Linked DNA regions of Mus musculus: region 2 is linked to region 1. The links are chromatin contacts, called in public Hi-C maps. All regions are on one chromosome and are shown on one strand. Each heading gives the region's core, a stretch centred on a gene start, on an enhancer-like site or on the middle of the called end of the contact. The rest is flanking DNA. Distances are from core to core; before and after follow the strand shown.

Region 1 (2,828 bases), core at 245-2,744:
GCCAGGGAGGTCACCTACATTTTGAATGTAAATACTCCAGTAATAAGTCCCTCTAAGGATAATAGGAAAAACATGTATTTGAAAACTTCTCAAGAACTCATACTATACCACACCACACACACACCACACCATATACACCACACATATACCAAACACATACACCAAACACACATACCACACATATACACACACAAAACAAACATAACAAACACACATACCACATACACACACACACACACACACACACACACACACATACACACATACACACACACACACACATTTCATTCAGGCAATGATGGGGATCCAACAGTCCATTCAACACTAATTTGTTACAGTTAGAATAAGTGGGTCTACATGTCATAACCTGGGTTAAACACTATTTAGTGAGTGGTTTCCCCCTGCCCGATATGACCAAGAGCCATAATTGAGTAGAAGTATAGAATGTACAGCCTCGCCAGGGCAACAAAGTAAGCCAAACAATGCAGGGTGGCTATGTCTGTAGTAATGGTAGTGGAGTTGTTGATACTCTCTAGCAGAGAAAGCTGTAGAGGTCTCCCATAAGACCCTTGCCTGCAACTCTACCTGTTAACTCCTGCTGTCACCAGCTGTGTGGTCTTAGGTGAGAGCTAAAGTACACAGTAGATGAACTGTTTTGAAAGGACTAGTCCATAGTGCACTTCCTTGACACCCGTGCTGGTGCGGGGTTTTCAGTGATGTGCAGCAGGTGAGCTGTGCACATTCTTGTAAAAAAAAAAAAAAAAAAAAAAAAAAAAAAAAAAAAAAGGCCTTTGCGCACAGTCCTAAAGAGTAACCTCCATGAACTCATTGGCTCACCAAGCAGGACTTTGGTAGAATCATTCCTCTAGTGTGTCAATGTCCTGTGTGAGGTGAGTAGACACTTGATAACATCTCCCCCAGGAAGTAGCTCAGGACTCTAAGGCTAGAGATGCTGAACCAGGAAAGATCTCTCAAATCCAGAGTTTAAGATCAGCCTGGCCAACATAGTGAGACCTCGTTTCCAATAAGACGGGATAGGAAGGACCCAAAGAGCAACTCCAACTTGAGAAACTATGAAAACATATGCCTATTAAGGATTTTCAAAAACAGTGTAGGGAAGAGGAAAGATAAAGCCTGTTTCTCTGACTGAATCTAAACATGTATTGGCCAGGAGTACAAAGCATGAGAAATAGTTCAATACATTATTTCCCCACTAGAGGGCAAAAATGACTCCACTATGCCAGGCTTTTCAGGATCCACAGTCAAAATGATTAATCATGGGGAGGCCAAAACAAGAAGCCTGAGAGAAAAAGAAAACAAGAACGAACGAACGGATGAGCATGCAAATGCAAAATCAACACGTTTGAACTTGAACTTTCCAGGACAGGGTGAGTTGTGGAAAAGGTCCTCTTCCAAACACTCTTCCCATTCTCCCTTTCACTTCCCAGGTTTTCTAATCCTCATTCTGCAATCCTCACTGGCACTCACTGGTGCGGGACCAGATCAGATAGATCTAGTGGGTGGGACTTTTCTCAGCACAGCAGGAGTCTTGGTGATTAGAAAGGCAAAGACTCTTATAAAATGGTCACAGCTCCAGTGGCCCTGTGCCAGCTGCAGGGGCTCCCTGACTTTTTCCCCTCGAGGAATCTTCCAGTAAAGCTGCAGCATTTACTGAAATAAAAGTACTGGTGGGTGAGGTGGCTCTTGGTAACATCTCTTTTCTCTCCCTGCTCTACCATGGCTCAGCCCCTTCCAGCCTCCCCAAGACTTAACCAAGATTACAGAAAGATTCCAGACCAGAAATGTGTTGTGTTTGGGAGAGGGAGGAGAAGAGGGAAATTCATGATGAAGCCTCGTTGCCTTTAAACTATTTATAATAAATTTCCACTAGAAAAGAGCCTTTGGCAGACAATCATTTTCTTCTGCTGCAGCATGACCAAATACAGTAAGTATTCAAAATGAAAAACTGAAAGGCAAGAAGAGGAGCCTACAGCTGGGGCAGGCTGTTTTCAGATCTCACACTAGTAGATGAGAGGAAACCAGGAGGGGAGCCCCACCTCAGCCCCAGTATCTCCCATTTTGCTGCTCTGAAGGGCTAGGAAGCCTTCTCCATTAGACAAGCCTCCTTCGTGCTTCACCTTAATTTTCCTCGCATAATTTTAAATACAGATCATGTCTACAGCGCAGCAATTAATGGATAGCCTAAAGACTTATTATTTCCAACTAATTGATATGTAGGAAAAGTTTAAATAACATAACAGGGATAGGGAAAATTTGAAATGATGTGTGCTCAGTGCATTTAGAGTTTGTTGGAGGTAGCGAAAAACACCTGAAGGAAAAGGGATGTGACCTAATGGAGAATTGATACAGGAATCTCCCTTTAATGTTTGTGAGCATATGGATGGAGAAGTGGCTCAAATATCACAAAATGGAGTTAAGATGTTGACAGGTTCTCTCCCACTCACCCCCGACCCCTGTTCTAAGATGCCTTACCAGAGAAATGGGGTTGAGACTGTATTTTGAACAATGTTGTTGGTAAGGAGGTAGAAATAAGAAAAAGAGGCCAGCATTTCCATCCTAATTTTTTGTTCTCCCTTGACACCAGCTGGAGGTGGAAGTCTCCAAGGTCAAGTTGACTTAGCTGCCATAGACCCTACCCCAAACGACCACCACCTCCATGTCCAAGGTCCCAGCAAAATAATGCAATGCATCACATTCCTGGCAAGTGTAGAATCTGCCACATGGACTAGTGACTTTTCAAAATTCACTAGTTCTATTTTTCTGCTTCTTTGGTTTTGTTTTGGTGGCAGTCTCCTGCCCACATGTAG
Region 2 (2,700 bases), core at 154-2,653, 170 kb after region 1:
GTCTGTAACTCAAGTGGCAGGAAATTGGATGCCCTCTTCTGATCTCTTTGGGCACTGCACACATGTAATTAATACCCAGACATACAGGCAGGCAAAATGCTTTTCATCTTTGTATGCTTAGGGCTTAGCAGACTCAATGGTCCTTAGCAGTTTTTCAATAACTAGATGCTAGGATGCTCATCAACAGGTATCAGGTATGAGTTTCAGTGCACAACTGAGAGAGATGGCAGTGTCGCTCAAGACTAGAGTACTTGCCATGCAGGTACAGTACCCTATGCTCAGTCCTCAACACTGACATATACAAGAGTTCCATGTGAGTTAATTAAACTCCCCAACTCTCTTTCAGTGCAGTCCTGTGAGCTAAGTATCATCTCGCATTACAGGAGAAGAAACCAAGGCAGAAAGTAGCCACATAACTAAATAAAGAAAAGAAAGAATCAATAATGGATCTCAAGTATGTATTGAATAGGTGAAGAATATGAGGAGGAGCCTGGCATGTTGGTGCAAGCCTTTAATCCCAGTACTGGGAAGGCAGAGGCTTCTGTAAGTTTGAGGCTGTCTGGACTATATAGTGAGTTCCATGCCAACAAGACCTTCAGAGTGGTACTGTGGAGAGAGGGGGCAGGGAGAGGGAGAGGGAGAGAGAGAGAGAGAACCACATAAAAGCAGCGTAAGGCATTCTATTGAAATACATATGATAATTTTAAAGCTATTTCGTGGTAATCCAAGCACTATATTTTCAATAAATAGCCATCAAATAATGCTATAGAACATTCAATCATGACAGCACTTGCCATCTGTCTTTTCTGTGAAAATGGATGTAGCTCAGGCAATAAACCCCAACATCCCAAGGTCTTAAAATGCATGTAATTTTCAGAGCCAGTGTGGTTTGAGGATCCCTAACACTGACATGTAGAACACAAAGTGATGGGGAAACTAAGAGCTAGTTAAAGCCTGCCCTGCTCTTATCCCTAGCTTCCATCAATTGGGGCTTCAAGCCTGCAAAATTCACAGAACTTCTTTGCAAATCAAGCAGCAGTTGGAGTACAATCTAAGATGACTCAGGAAGCCAGGGCCTCAGGACCGAACTATAACCAGACTGTTATGCGACTCTGTGAAGCCTCAGAAGTCTAATTTAAAAATTACTGGGTTAATTTGCTTTTCTATGGCAAATGGTCCCTGAAAATGATGGTATAATTTATCACCCAGGCATGAGGATGAAAAGTTCTTGGTGTGTAGCCAGGCCCTGTCTAATTGTGTAAGTCTGAATGTTGCGATTGTTTCAGTTATCCTCAGTGAGCTTATAGATGGCCATGTTTTCATCTTTCTCTTCCACTTCTAGCATCTAAAACTTTTTATTTAAAAAATAGAAAAAAAACATAAACACCAGTAAATATTCAACAATACTCCACTCATTCATCTACCAATCCCTTCATTTATTTAATTCATTGGGTGAACATTTTCACTGAGCACTACATATACCCAAACATTCCACTGCCATGCAAGTATCATCAACCTAGGGGGAAGGGAAATCCCTTTCTCCACTTTCCAAGGACCCACACAGGTGAGACCATATCACTCCTAGGGCCAGCAGCGATGGTTGTTCTCGAACATTAGGATTACATTGTTTTGATACAGAGCTATTTTCTGATAATCAGAATACTGGTTATCATAGTAGGGGGTCAGTAACTGGAAATCTGAATCAATGAAAACCACAAACTCTCAGACCACATGTGAGATATGCACCAAACAAAGGGACAAACTGCAGGATGAACTTGACTTTGTGTTTGGCTTTACTTGTTTTAAATCAGCCTCTGAGACCTTCATAACACAGAGTTGAGTTGTACTAACATGTGATGCAATAAGGTCCAGGGGATAAGAATGGTTTTAGAGTCAGATCATTTGTTTTCAAAACTATTGTTATTTTCAACTCTGAAACCTTGGACATGTTGGTCCTCTAATGTGGTCTGTCTTTTAAAACAGGGGAGGGCTGAGATGCATTTGTAGTAAGCCTGAGAGTGGAAACGTTAACATGATTTTAGTCCCCTACTTAGAAAACAATGTGTGATGAAAGTCCTGTGGGTATACTGAGTATCTGCAACCAAAGGCTACAGAGCCAAATTGCCATGGGATTCCTGGCCAGTCCATGTGTACAAGAAGGAACCAATGGGCTTGGACAACAGCCGAGGCAGAGACAGCAGTCAACAGATAAGATGTGAGCTTGATAAACAAAACAAAACAAAACAAAACAAAACAAAACAAAACAAAAGGCTGCTAGTGCTATGTAATTATTCCTAACTTAACCTGAGGTAGTAATTGATGCTGTATAGCATGCTTTCATTACATATTTTTTTAGATAAAGTCACACTTGCTCAAGGTGGAAATAGCCTTAGGTCACATTCTTTTGGCATTAGATTTTCTTCCCACACTTCATCAACTCTTTGAGTACTATATTAAAAGTTTTCATTTTCTCTAAACAAAATGCATGCATGCCCCTAGTGAAATGTCTTGACTAGAAAAGTGAATGCACTGAATGCAAACATTAATTTTTAAGATTCTGTCTTGCGAGCAGGTTTAACAAAGTTTGTTTGCTTAAGAGATGCTATAGCATTTAGTATGCTCTTGACTGTAGTGTTCGGGAATTATCCCATGGGTTCACAGTCAGAGAAGAAAGGTGGATACAAAAATGGTACAACTACC

The links. A called contact is a pair of places that touch in the nucleus more often than the background predicts.
Region 2: a Hi-C map of the N1E-115 cell line shows a contact between it and region 1, with 3 times the contacts expected there. The contact joins two enhancer-like sites. A contact is called at or near these places in 2 of 484 Hi-C or Micro-C datasets (the N1E-115 cell line and embryonic stem cells), 2 of 115 datasets of contacts at active chromatin or transcription factors (embryonic stem cells and fibro-adipogenic progenitors) and 1 of 9 other capture datasets (embryonic stem cells).

Annotation. Positions count from the first base shown.
Region 1 is chr2:135,438,432-135,441,259 of GRCm38.p6, forward strand. The region is part of intron 31 of Plcb1 (phospholipase C, beta 1); the gene reads left to right. Among named protein-coding and RNA genes, the nearest start is that of Gm31993, 100 kb to the right of the region's middle. Within about 2 kb of position 1,495, at least 73 of the 459 cell types and tissues checked have an H3K27ac peak or open chromatin away from gene starts, as enhancers often do. A contact at or near this core is called in the N1E-115 cell line, where this site is marked.
Region 2 is chr2:135,609,353-135,612,052 of GRCm38.p6, forward strand. No RefSeq gene overlaps it. Among named protein-coding and RNA genes, the nearest start is that of 9630028H03Rik, 27 kb to the left of the region's middle. Within about 2 kb of position 1,404, at least 1 of the 459 cell types and tissues checked has an H3K27ac peak or open chromatin away from gene starts, as enhancers often do. A contact at or near this core is called in the N1E-115 cell line, where this site is marked.